Regions from separate parts of the Mus musculus genome. Here region 2 is linked to region 1. Evidence: chromatin contacts called from public promoter capture Hi-C data. All regions are on one chromosome and are shown on one strand. The core of a region is the stretch at or near the end of the contact, and the rest is flanking DNA. Distances in the headings are between cores, read along the strand shown. Region 1 overlaps Cdk5rap2 (CDK5 regulatory subunit associated protein 2). Region 2 holds the start of Megf9 (multiple EGF-like-domains 9).

Region 1 (6,769 bases), core at 2,260-4,759:
GCTCAGAAACAATGGTAACTCAATCTCTAGGTGCAACAACTAAAACCTAATCTTGTAAGCCTTATTAAATCTGATTTCTCTGGTGGCGAATCCTGACGGATCCCCCATGATAAGGGGAAACTCTAGCAGCTACATCTTGCCCTTCTGCTATTCCACTCCAAAAGGCCCCTAACATTCTCTTCCTCTTTTCAACCCAGAAGTCCCGCCTACTTGCCCAGTGATTGGCTCCTTTACTCATTAGGGGATTGATTCACAAGAGTCACCTGAGTATGTGATTCACTCCTTGTCTGCAGCCCCTCCCCGGAGAGAGCAGAATTAGCAGCAAATTACAAACTGTAAGAGGCCCTTCTTCTACAGGTTGTATAGTTTTGATTCACATTTGCCTTTTCAACTCTAAGGATTTCTGAATCCTACTCTGTCCAAGATTTATAAGAGATGCTAAGGCTTGGGCACAGTGATGAGGCATAGGTAATCTCAGAGGACCTTTCTAGTGACCACAATTTCTCTGGATAGGCTGTATGTTGATCCCCTTTTGCTGGTGACTTTTGGCTAGCTGCTTAACCTCCCTGTGTGTCTCTCCTTCCTTCCTTCCTTCCTTTCTTCCTTCCTTCCTTCCTTTTTTAGATTTATTTATTTATTTATTATATTTAAGTACACTGTAGCTGTCTTCAGACACTCGAGAAGAGAGAGTCAGATCTCGTTAAGGATGGTTGTGAGCCATCATGTGGCTGCTGGGATTTGAACTCAGGACCTTTGGAAGGGCAGTCAGTGCTCTTAACCACTAAGCCATTTCTCCAGCCCCCTGTCCCCTCCTTTCTGATGGGCTGTTAGGAGGATGAAGCCTCTGTCCTAGTGTCAAGTACACCCATGTGTCACTTGTCCCTTCTTCCCCTTACTCTCCTATTGTCCTGTTTCTCAGCTCTGCTGTGTGATTGAAGTTTCCCTTGCTCAGACTGTTCTTGATAGCCGAAATCTCATTTTTCTTGAAGGTGAGGGAGAGCTTTCTATGCCAATATGTTTTGGATTTATGTTTTTTCTTTATGACTGTGGTCCTTTGGCTGCTGTTAGGTTTTTATGGCATTAATATTTTTTATTGTAGCATTTTTGAGAGCAAATTCTGCAGCTGAAATTGAAATGACCACACTGTTCTCACTGTCTCCCTTTCAGGTCTTTATAAGTCACTGAAATTTTTCATTTGGCCTGAGCTACAATTTTTGGCTCAGGCCTTCTGAGCTTCCTGGGAGATGCTTATAGGAAAAGAACTTGGCATCTAAAGTGGGTTTTAAAGGGACATGAATATTAAAGGGAGGCAGAATTCGTTTGAGTTAAAGGGGAAACTCCTGCTTTTCCTGTTTTAGTCTCGGGTGACTACTGTGTGGACACCAGCAGTTGCATTTAACAAGTTTAAGTTTAGTAAGACATTAATCACCTTGTGGTTTTACCCAGAGTTCATCTGTTCAATAAATGGTTTCACATGGCCAAGCCAGGCTGTCTCCCAGGGGCTGGGGAATCTTCAGTGGGTTCTTCCTAGGTGCTCTGGACCAAATGGGGTTCGGTGAAGGAGGCATTTTGTGAAGGCCTGTGTTTATCTGCTGGCACCTGGGCTAGACACGGACATCCGTCTCTTTAAGAAAATGAAGGCAGGCGGTCAGATTTGAGTGTCTAATGTGATTGGCAAGCAGGCTCATATCGGGGAATTTGCTCAGTAACACCTGTGGTGTGGGTCATTTGCCACTTGAGAGCAGCCCCCTTTTCCTCTACCTCATGCCTACAGCCCTGTAGCTTTAAGAATTGCTATGTGATCAGCATGGACTTGAAGGTGATGAAAACTGGGTTTTACGTATGACTTGGCAACTTACTAATTAGTGGCCGTGTATGGGTGATGTCTAGCTCCTCCTGTGAGAGTGAAGCTAGTAGAGTCTTTCAGAGTTCCTTAGCAGCTTTTGAGACTTGGTATAGAGAGAACACGCCTTGAAGTCTGGTCTGTGAAGAATACACAGCAAGGCTAAAGCCTGCCCTGTGCTGAAGGTCTCTAGCCACTGCCCCTAGTTCTGCCTCTCAGTCAGTCTGGGCTTTCTGCTGATCTTTTTCTGTTTCCTTGACCTTGGGATACATTTTCTAAGTTCTTCCTGTCGTTCACAATGTCATATCCAGTGTGGTCAGTCGGTCGCTCCCTGTCACTTGGTGCTCACCGTGTTTCTGTCTCTGAGACACGAAGTGCTTCATACATAGACTGCCCTTCTCCACCACACCCAGCTTCTTCCTGGATGAGGACCTTCCTGGATACCCCAGTTCGGCCAGGGACACTGTGTCTCCCTTTCCTTGGCTGTCTGGACCTTCATGTCTTATTTTTAATTTGACCTGGTTAGAAAAGCTGTCTATCCCTAATGCATTATTAGTAGTTGTCTAGCAATCACTCAGCACCCTATCTTTTCAGTCAGGCTCTTACAACTGCTTGTCATTCAGTATGTATTTGTATACTTGCTTAACCCGTGTCACTGTTGGTACTCAGCACTGAACCTAATGAAATAGTGGACTTGTAACAAGTACATGTTAATTGAATGAGTTACTGCATGACATACTGAACCGATAGGTTTTGATTGCTTCCTCTGTAAAATGGAAACCATAATTATCTCGTAAGCTTGTGGTGAGGACAACATGTGGCATATTGGGCCTTCAAGAAAGAGGTTGCTCTATGGTAGTTGTTAATAAATGAATGCAGACAAGGCAGTGAGAGAGATAGATGACAATAGGATGGGGCATGCACAACCGGAGTCACAGGAGGTTAAGAGTGGGAGGGAGCCCAGGGGAGAGTCTGGGGTGAGGCAGAGGAACAAGAGTTGGGGGGGCGGTGCAGACAGGTAGTAGTGGTAAACCCACAGTGGGAGGATAACGGTCACAGCCACTCTCTGTGGAGTTACCTGGATGACATGGGGCTTTGCAGTATCTGAGAGTCAAGTTTGGCTTTTGAGTGCTAATTGTTGGGCACAGGACTTTGTGGAGTGACATAGCCCGGATTGAGCCTTCTGAGTACCCATACTTCTGCATGTCCTGGCCATGCCCTCCAAAAACCTGGCCAGATGGTTGGCTGGGCAGTGTAAATTTTTACAATCTTTTTGAAGGCCATTTGGAAAGAGATTTTGATAGTAATAAAAATAAAATTGCTCTTGAGCCCAATAATCCATTTTGGGGAAATTTATCCTAAACAACCAACCCACTGGCAGGGAAAGGAAAAAAATCACTGTTCATGAAGGTATTTGTTGCCACATTGTGTGTAATTGTGAAAAATTGGGAACAAGGGAAATTATATTTTACATTTGTCGTCTCCTTGACTCTTTGGAGCAGGCTTGTTTTGAGGCTGTTTCCTAAATGAGGACATGGAGGTTGCAAAGATGAAATGACTTGCCTGTGAGCCTGGTTTGAATTTAGACCTTACCTCTCAGGTTGTGAAGCCTGTACACTTTTTACCACAGCACAATGAATGAACAAACACTTGTAGAGTAAAGCTGAGAGCAATTGACTCTTACTCATGTCAGTGAGACTTAATGTAGTTTTTGTGTGTGTGCATGAGTGTGCTTGTGTGCGTGGAGAGGTGGAAGGTCAACATACAATGTCATTTGCAGTCTCCACCTTCTGCTTTGAAAGAGAAGTCTCTCACTTAACTTGCAGCTTACCGATTCAGCTAGCAAGTGCCAGGAACTATGCAGCCTTTACCTTCTTAGTGCTAGGATTATTGGCTTACACTGGCACCCCTGACTATTGAAAATGGATGCTGGCCTCAGACTGGATCTTTCCATTTGTATGACAAGCAAGCATTTTGCTGACTGAGTTATCTCCCCAGTCATAGTTCAGTCACTTTTTAAAAATTAATTAATTAACTTTTTATTCTTTATTTTTTATTGGACTTTTTATTTATTTACATTTAAAATGTTATTCCCCTCTCCCAGTCTCCCCTCTGAAAATCCCCTATACCACTCACCCGGCTTCCCTTCTATTCCATCTACCCTCCCACTCCCACCTCACTGCCCTGGCATTCCCCTACTCTGGGGCATCGAGCCATACAGGACCAAGGGCCTCTCCTCCCATTGGTGCTAGATAAGGCCATCCTCTGCTACATATGCAGCTGGAGCCATGGGTCCCTCCATGTATACTCTGGTTGGTGGTTTAGTCCCTGGGAGCTCTGAGGGAAAGCCCAACAGAGGGGAGGGAGAACCTGTAGAGACCATAGCTACAGGTTAAGCAAAGCCCCAGATGGGGGATGGGGCCACCCACTCATCTCCAAATTTTTATCTCAGAATTGCTCCTGTCTAAAGGAAATATAGGGACAAAGTGTGGGGCAGAGACTGAAGGAAAGGCCATACAGAGACTGCCCCACCTGGGGATCCGTCCTATACACACACACCAAACCTAGACACTATGGTGGATGCCAAGCAGTGCTTGCTGACAGGAGCCTGATATGGCTGTCTCCAAACAGGCTCTACCAGAGCCTGCCAAATAGAGGTGCAGATGCTTGAAGCCAACCATTGGACTGAGCATGGGGACCACAATGGAGGAGTTAGGGAAAGGTCTGAAGGAGCTGAAGGGGTTTGCAACCCTGTAGGGAGACATATATATATATTTTTTTTTCTTTTGATTGGATATTTTCTTTATTTACACTTCAAATGTTTTCCCCTTTCCAGGTCTCCCCTTCAGAAACCCCCTTTCCCATCCTCCCTCCCCCTGCCTCTGTGAGGGTGCTCATCCACCCACCCACTCCTGTCCTCCCACCCTGGCATTCCCCTACACTGAAGACCCTCAGCCCCAAGGGCCACTCCTCCCACTGATGTCCAACAAGCACTTCCTGGCATCCACAATAGCGTCCGGGTTTGGTGTCTGTATATAGGGTGGATCCCTAGTGGGCCAGTCTCTGGATGGCCTTTCCTTCAGTCTCTGCTCCACACTTTTTTTCCCATACTTCCTCCTGTAAGTATTTCGTTCACTCTTCTAAAAAGCACTGAAGCATCCACACTTTGGTCTTCCTTCTTCTTAGGCTTCATATGGTCTGTGAATTGAATCTTGGGTATTCCAAACTTTTGGGCTAATATCTACTGTGTTTGTTCCTGTGTGACTGAGTCACCTCACTCAGGATGATATTCTCAAGTTCCATCCATTTGCCTGCGAATTTCATGAAATCATTGTTTTTAATAGCTGAGTAGTACTCCATTTGTGTAAATGTACCACATTTTCTGTATCCATTCCTCTGTTGAGGGGCATCTGGGTTCTTTCCAGCTTCTGGCTATTATAAATAAGGCTGCTATGAACATAGTGGAGCATGTGTCCTTATTACCAGTTGGAACATCTTCTGGGTATTGCTGGATCTTCTGGTAGTACTATGTCCAATTTTCTGAGGAACCACTAGACTGATTTCCAGAGTGGTTGTGCCAGCTTTCAATCCCACCAGCAATGGAGGAGTGTTCCTGTTTCTCCACATCCTTGCCAGCATCTGCTGTCACCTGAATTTTTCATTTTAGCCATTCTAGCTGGTGTGACTGGGGAGTGGAACTAAACAGAGAATTCTCAGCTGAGGACACTCAAGGACTGAGAAAAACCTAAAGAAATGTTCAGCATCCTTAGTCATTAGGGAAATGCAAATCAAAACAACCCTGAGATTTCACCTCACACCAGTCAGCATGGCTAACATAGTTCAGTCTTTAAAAGTGATAATTAGCATACATGTAGGGGCCAGACATACATGTAGGCAAAAATACCTATATACAGTCGTAAATAAAGTGATAATGGTATTTAGCTCTGCAGCAACACGAGGCATACCTAAGGTGTACTGTTATGTGATAGGAGTCGAGTGTACAGACTCACCTATGCTGTGATGCTGTCAGTGTTGGTTTCTGAGTAGAGGCAGAGAACTGACTGCCAAAGTGCTTGTGCTCTGTATGTTATCCAGTTGTTTTATCCCGCTTCTCATTTAGATTTAATTTGACTTAACTTATGTTTGTGTATGTATGTGTCTATGTGTAGGGATATGAACATGTGTGCCTGTGCCTAGAGAGGCCCGAGGTAGGAGATCCCTCCTGAGTTGGAGTTACAGATAGCTGTGAGTTGTCTGATTTGGGTGCTGGGAATCAAACACGGGTCTTTTGGAAGAACAGTGCCCTTAACCACTGAGCAATCTTTTCAGCCCTCAATTTTTGTTTTGATTTGTTTTCCCCTCTGTAGTCCCACAGCTGGTCTTGGACTCAGGATGTTGCCCAGGCTGGCTTTTAACTCACTGTGCTCATCTAGCGTCAGATGTCCACGGACTGGGACTGTTGGCGTGAGCTACCATACTCGGCTAGAATCCAGCTTTAAAATGATATTACTGCTGCAGTTTTGTTTGTGAATAAATAGCATTTGCCTAGGAAAGTGTTCTTGATGGTTTGAAGACTCCAGGGAGCGTATTGGCGTCGGAAGCAAATTCCAAAGCATCCCCCTCATTTCACTAACTCATTTGGCTGCTGTTGGCAGAACATTCTTATACACACTATTGCTCACCAGAGATGAAGTGTGGGAGGCAAGAGTGCATGGGCTTCGTTATGTCTTGGTGAGGTATGACAGTATTTGTACATGCAAAGAGGGTAAAAAAAAACGGATGTTAAACCTAAAGCTGTGCTTATGGAGGGCTGCAGTGAGAAATGACTCCTTTAAAAGCCCTGCACTGTTTACCGATTGCTAAGTGCTAGACTCTGCCAGGTGCTTAGCTCATTTAGTTGTCACAACATCCCTTCAAGGTAATTGA
Region 2 (6,769 bases), core at 2,774-5,273, 140 kb before region 1:
TGGAGCAACAGGAAAAGTACTGGAAGTCATTCTGATACATAATGTCAGGGCCATTACTTTTGTCTTCTCTTTCGAACATGATATCATGAGCATTTTCTAGTTACAGTTTGATGCCAGTGTGAATCCAGCCACTCTCACTTGCTAAGGGACCTTAGGCAAGCTGCTTAACTTTTCTTTGCCTTAGCTTGTTTATCTGTAAGATACAGATAATAAAATGCTGCAAAGTGAATGCTGTGTCTCTCTATAACTTGTGAGATGAAATCCTAACATTATCCCTATATGGGATCTGGAGGCCTTTAGAAGGCAATAGGTCAGCAGGGTAAAGCACTTGTGAATGGGATCAGTGTCCTTGTAAAAAACACCCCAGACAGCTGCTTTGTCCTTTCAATCACAAGAAGACAGTGAAAGGATGGAATCTGTGCACTTGGAAGAAGTCTCTTCCCAGACACTCAACAAGCTGGTATCTTGGTCTTGAATTTCTTAGCCACCAAAACTGTGAGGAATATCGGCATGGTTTGTAAGTCTCCTAGTTTTTGTTATAGTAGTCCAAACAATCTAGGACATATATTTGGGGGTGGGGGGTTCTAAAAATTAAATGAAGTAATTCACGGGCCTCTGTTAGGACTGTGCCTGGAACTTGCAATCTCTATTACATATTATTGATATCTGCTACATATCCATGATAGTAGATCCTGATAGTGATGGTATATAATTAAACTGAACAGATGTATTCCTATGTATGATATTAGATATTTATGGTTATTTTTCTGTTTTTAAATATAAACTTACAAACTAAGTCATGTTGGTCATGATGTAATTCAGGAAGCTAAGTTAGGGCACTGTCATGAGCTCTAGGCTAAACTGGACTCTATGGGGAGTTCTAGGCCAGTCCAGATTGTAGAGTAAAGCACTGTTTCAGAAAACACAACAAAATAAGCCATCTTGTAGTTTGTGGTATAGAGATAAAAGCCAAGCAGTGAGTTTAAAACTTTGGGCTCGTTAGATGGCTTACAAGATAAAGGTAAGTACTACCTTTATGCCTGGCAACTTGAGTTTAATATATGAAACCCAAGTAGTAGAAAGAGAGGAGAGTCTTCCCCCAAATGCCTCTGACTTCTACATGTGAGCCAAGCATGTCTGTGTTCATGTATGTACACATACAATCACAAACAAAGTGAACAAAATTAAAAGTAATAAAAAGACTCAATGTTGAAGTAATAATAATATATCTAAGTTATCTTACAGGCCTTGATTATTGATGGTTCTTTCCAGTATCCACGCGTGTGGAAGGCACACCGAGGCCAGTCTAAGCTACAAAGGGAGACTGTCTCAAAAATATCATCTTACAAAAATTCAACACTTCCTAGACATATTTTTGGCTAATTGTCCCAACTGAGAAGTCCTGTATGAAATGTCCTTGTCCAAGGCACAGCAGCCCTGAATCACTCTGCAAGGTTTCTAGGCCTTTATTCTGGGATCCTCCTGACAGAAAAAAAAAAAAAAAAAAAAAAAAAAAAGCCAAATCAGCTTTCCCCCTCTAGCAGTGAAGAATCTCTGATACAGCACAGCTCAGGGCCAAGCCAGCAGTTTTTAGATACCATTTGGAAATATCCAGTAGAGCAAATGTCAAGCCTTGTCACCTGATCTGGAGTTTTTGGGACAGAGGTTTCTGCTGTAGTCTTTCAGCTAACAAAACTCAGGGTTAGCAATAGCAATTGAAACGTTAAGTGACAATAGAGTATAATTGGTGTGTCAAAAGGCTCTGTTTAAAAAAAAAAAAAAAACAGTTCTGTTTGATCTGTTTAAAGAATTAATGGCCTCATTTTAAAGACAAGGAAACTGAGGTTCAGAGAGGAAACTTGATCCAAGTCTGTGGCTCTAAAGGACCCAAGCTTTCCTTCCCTGTGAGCACAACAGGATCTCTTTCAGATTAATCAGCATGTTTTACTGCTCACTGCTAGGCACTGGAACATAGAGCTGGGTGAAATAGACAGGCAGGGGTATTAATCACAAGTTCTAGTCCTGAGGTTGCTGAGTGCCCAGGAGAAGTAATTAAGTCATGTGGGTGGTTCATTTTATTTGTAGTACTTATGTCTAAAAGCCATCATTAATCCTTTTAGGAAGAGGCAGGGGTTGATAGATCAGGGTTATAAACAAAGGCCGGTAGGGAACTAGGGAGGGATTAACTCCCACTCAGAAATCCAAGTCCTAGAGGATGTGGCATTTTGGTTGGGGCTGAGGAACCAAAAGAATACAGGGGAGGGACACACCATGTCCACTCCCTTCCTAAAGGCAAGTAAAAATAGAACTATGGTCAATTCTTGCTAAATATTTGTCTTTAGAACAGTTACATGGCCCTCTCATTTAGTCCCTTATTTCTTACATAGGTAGGCCTCTAAAGACACACCCAGAAACAACCTCACATTGAAAAACAGAAAATTCACACAAAACACACACCAGTGTGCATGCATTAATATCTTAAACATATCACATGAAAATACAAGTTCTTATATTTGCAGACTCACACATACAATCTTCACAGAGAGACTTACAAATGTGTTTATGCTTTCATACACAAGCTCCAACATATCCTCTCCCCACCCACTACTCACTCAGGCAAATAAATGCATGCTTTTGTTAACACACAGGAGTTCACACACAAATCTCATCCTGCCTGTCTGGTTAGAGGAGAATGACTAATGGGAAATCATGCACAAAGGCAAGCATCCTAGGAGAGGCCACGACTGGGTTTACAGTGAGGCTGTTGGGATGGAATTAAGCCATCAGATGACAAACTTGTCCTGCCAGATTGCACCTAAAAGTTGCTCAGCTGAGGCTACCATGTCCCGCAGCGCTGGATCCTGGGTGATGGTGCAAGTTTGCCTGCCTGATTTCCAACTTCCTCCAGAGTTTAATGTCATCCAGGGTCAAGCTCTGTTATCAGCCCAACCCCAATGCAGGCAACAGGCAGGAATCTCTGGGGACTCAGAGGCAATGCGGGCTGCTTTCCAACCTTAGGCTTGTCCTGACATAGTGCAACCCCAAGTGGTTAGCATTAATGACGGTTTACAACCGTGGGCCAAGCATTGGGTTAAACCCTTCAAGTACATGATTTCATTTTCACAACTCTGTGAGGGGGATGGGGTGTGCCCTCTCATCTCACCATTTACGTGGTTAAGAAAACTGCTTGAGCCACAAAACCACTCAGCAAGAGAGACAAGGAGCTGAAATTCAACCTGGTCATATTCTATTCTTTCCGAGGTTCTGAGCATAAACTGTGCATGCCAGTTTGTCTCCTCCACACCCTCTTGTGCTCAGGATGGGGCTCCAGGCCGTCCCATCTGGCTTAGTGCAGGCCCATGCCATCAGCAGGTGCTTAGTGGGGGCACAGAAGTTGGCTTGCTGAAGCCATCAGCAAGAGCTTTAATTTCCCCATCTCTGAAATGGGGTTGACAGTGTTGATACCGCAGGGCCAAGGCCGGCTGTCTTGAGCAACAGAGTGAGAGCCGAGCTCCATCTAATATATTAGCTGCCACCACCCTCGCCCGTCGCGGGGATGTAACCCAGCCCCCGCCCGAGTCCGGGTGCGGTTCCGGCGCCCCCATTGTTCAGAAGGGTGGAGACGCTGTCCACAGGGGACTCCCCGCCCCGGGTCCAGCTCGCAGCCCAGTGGAACAGATGATTTGGCCTGGAATCTGCCGCGCGGGCCGCGTCCTTTGTCTGCTCGGCGGCGTTGGATGCCCAAGGCCCGCGCCCCGCTCTGTGGGTAGACAAAGCCGGAGCCGCAGCGAACCCAGCCGGCTCCAACACCTCTCGCGCCTCCCGACGTCCCGCCCTCTTCCCTTGGAGTCCTCTGATTGGTCTGCGCCGTTACAAAGAGGCCGGGGAGCGGGCGGATCACGTGGGCCAACGCGGCTTCCGATTGGCCAGGCTTCGCTGCCTATCGAGGAGGGCGGGCAGTGCGCGCTCCGCCCAGTCGCTCCCTCCGCGTTGAGGCCCGCCCGCGGGGCCGGCCGCCTGTCAGAGGGAGGTGGCGATGGTGCTCTTGGTGGCGGCAGCGGCGGCAACGCTTTCCTTGGTCGGACGGCAGGGAGGAGAAGATGACTGACCGATCGACTGGATGAATGAATGAATGGCGGAGCCGAGCGCGCCATGAGGAGCCTGCCGAGCCTGGGCGGCCTCGCCCTGTTGTGCTGCGCGGCCGCCGCAGCCGCTTCCACAGCCTCGGCAGGGAATGTCACCGGTGGCGGCGGGGCCGAGGGGCAGGTGGTCCCGTCGCCCAGCCCGGGGCTTCGGGACCAAGCCAGCAGCCCCTTCCCTAAGACCGCGGCTCCCACCGCGCAGGCCCCGCGGACCGGTCCCCCGCGCACCACAGTCCGCAAAACCGGGGCTACAACCCCGTCAGCCGGCTCCCCGGAGATCATTCCTCCTCTTCGCACCAGCGCACAACCCGCTGCCACCCCCTTCCCGGCTCTGGACCTCTCGCCCGCCACCCCTTCGGAGGACGGACACACTCCCACCACGGAATCACCACCCTCCAGACCCGCGCCCACCACCCTTGCGAGCACAGTTGGCCAGCCGCCGACCACCTCTGTAGTCACCACCGCTCAGGCTTCCAGCACTCCAGGGACCCCAACTGCCGAGTCCCCGGACAGAAGCAGCAACAGTAGCGGAGTCCCGCCCACCGCACCTGTCACCGAAGCCCCTACTTCTCCTCCCCCAGGTGAGTCCTCTGGACCTTCCCCCAGGCACTGCCTATTTACACACCGGCCTCGTCACCCTGGCCGCTTCTTGCCCAAGAGCTTCCCAAGGGAAGATCCGAGCTCCAGTTAAAGTAAACCCCCAATCCCTCCAAATCTAGAAAGTCTTTTGTCCCCCAACCTGGTGCCATGCTCCATCCAGAGGGAGCTGCTGCTATATGGAAGGCTTAGGGTCTCTTCCTAAAACAGGGTTTTCTGGCCTTTGTCAGAGTCCCAGAATGGACACAAACTTTTGTATTGGATCCGCCCAGAAGGCCACCCTACCTGGGATATTTGGGGGAAAGTTTGAAAGCTAGGATGGTGCTTTATCAATGCGCAGGTAAAAACCTTTACGGGATTCCCCCAGATGAACAATGTAGTTTGCTTACAAACAGAAACGGCATTGTAGTCCGTGTTTTCTCTGCAAATAAGTAGATTTTATAGGTCATTTGGGACAGGTGTGTATCTAGGTTGAGCAAGTTTATAAATTAGGTTAAATCCCTTCCTTGCACCACTTCATTCTGTCTCAGTTCCAAGGTCAGTAATTGAGCAAATGCCATTTGAGCAGGGATGCCCATCTTTGCCCCTTTTTAAAGTAGGATGTTCATTACTGCTGATGCTGACATGCCAATTTCTGTTTGAACTCACAATAGGAAATGCAGCTCTTCTGCTGGTGAAAGTGTTCAAGCAAAGTTAAGATACAACTGCTGTTCTTTCACCCTTTTGCATCTTAAATAGGCCAGGAACTCAACCAATAAGGCCTACGTCTTTAAGAAATTCAGCAAGTTTTCTGAGATCTTTTGCTTTGCATTGGGGTGGAGATTTGCCCAGAGCACTTACTTGTCTAGCTTGATCTGATTGTTGACCTAATTCTTAGGCTCAGTGGTTTACTGTGGAGTCAGGTATGAAGTTTGGACTATAATTGAGTTGGTAGAAGATTTTCCCAGATGGTTAAGCCTTGAATCGTATGTTGGAGCTTGGCAAAGGCACAAGTAGGAATGCAGATTATTCACCCCCAAAAGCCACATTTGGATCTCTTTTAGCTTCAAGGAATGTACTAACTAGCTAGTTTTTAAACCTTTCATGCTTTTTAGCTTTTTATAAAGAGAGATTGACATATTACTAAAAGTTAGACTAGTACCTAAGTCTAGACTCTCGAGTCCATTTTTAGGTTTGAATTCCATCTTATTGCCCCCCTTTGTCAACATAAGTATGGACAGGTTCTTGTGATCTTACTTTCTTCAACCTTCAGATGCAGGTTATCATAGTCCTTATAGGTTTGCTGTGCAAATTATGTAGAATGGACTGAGTGTGTATACTACACATGTACTGAGGAAGCAAATACAAGAGGATCAGGAGTTCAAAGCCAGCCTAGGCTACATAATACATTTAATACAACCTGGAGTGAATGGCAAGACTCAAGAAAGAAAGAAAAACAGTAGAGAGAGGTTAGGAGAAGAGAGAAGAAAATTCACTAAGTCAATGTATACCTAACTAGTGCTTAGAATAGTTCCTGTGCTTGATAAGCACCTGTGTGTTGTGTTTTATTTATGACCAGCTCTGTTTTCTGATTCGAAAAATATGGAGAAGCCAAGTGGGGATTTGTGACTTCTATACCTTGTTTTAGTAAATAGAAAAAGGATGAGTTAGAATGTCTGGAGTTTTAAGCACATAATATTTAACTAGCAATTGCTTCCTTTTGATAGTATCTGATAAACATACAGTTAATGTCATTTCACTTTTGACATTTTAAGAACACAAAGATAATCCTTATTGCCAAAAAAGATAATCAGAAACCTAAAAGAAAATGACAACAGTCATTCCTCCACTGCTCTCTAGTTCTGGTTCCTAGTGGACCTAGAGGTTACTCCTCATAGCAGTTTGTTCCATCTTAAAAGTTTTCTTTCTGGGCATATATCAACACAGTTGTATTTTCAAATAAGCTTTAGGGCTCAGGGGTAGAAACTTGTTTAATATGAATAATCACCATCAAAACTTAACTAGTTAGTAATTTGTAAAATTAAAATGGA

The links. Promoter capture Hi-C pulls out the DNA fragments that hold promoters and counts their contacts.
Region 2: a promoter capture Hi-C map of the C10 cell line shows a contact between it and region 1. The contact joins the promoter of Megf9 here to the enhancer-like site in region 1. A contact is called at or near these places in 8 of 39 promoter capture datasets (3T3-L1-derived adipocytes, the C10 cell line, the SN4741 cell line and 5 more), 17 of 484 Hi-C or Micro-C datasets (B cells, CD4 T cells, CD8 T cells and 13 more), 4 of 115 datasets of contacts at active chromatin or transcription factors (astrocytes, bone marrow-derived macrophages, regulatory T cells and 1 more) and 3 of 9 other capture datasets (adipose tissue, liver and pancreatic islet).

The regions. Positions count from the first base shown.
Region 1 is chr4:70,391,726-70,398,494 of GRCm38.p6, reverse strand. All of the region lies in intron 3 of Cdk5rap2 (CDK5 regulatory subunit associated protein 2), which reads left to right. Among named protein-coding and RNA genes, the nearest start is that of Cdk5rap2, 15 kb to the left of the region's middle. Within about 2 kb of position 3,509, at least 2 of the 459 cell types and tissues checked have an H3K27ac peak or open chromatin away from gene starts, as enhancers often do.
Region 2 is chr4:70,532,182-70,538,950 of GRCm38.p6, reverse strand. Megf9 (multiple EGF-like-domains 9) reads left to right here and starts at 4,023. Exons shown (of 6, transcript NM_172694.2): 1 at 4,023-4,723. The coding sequence starts at 4,129.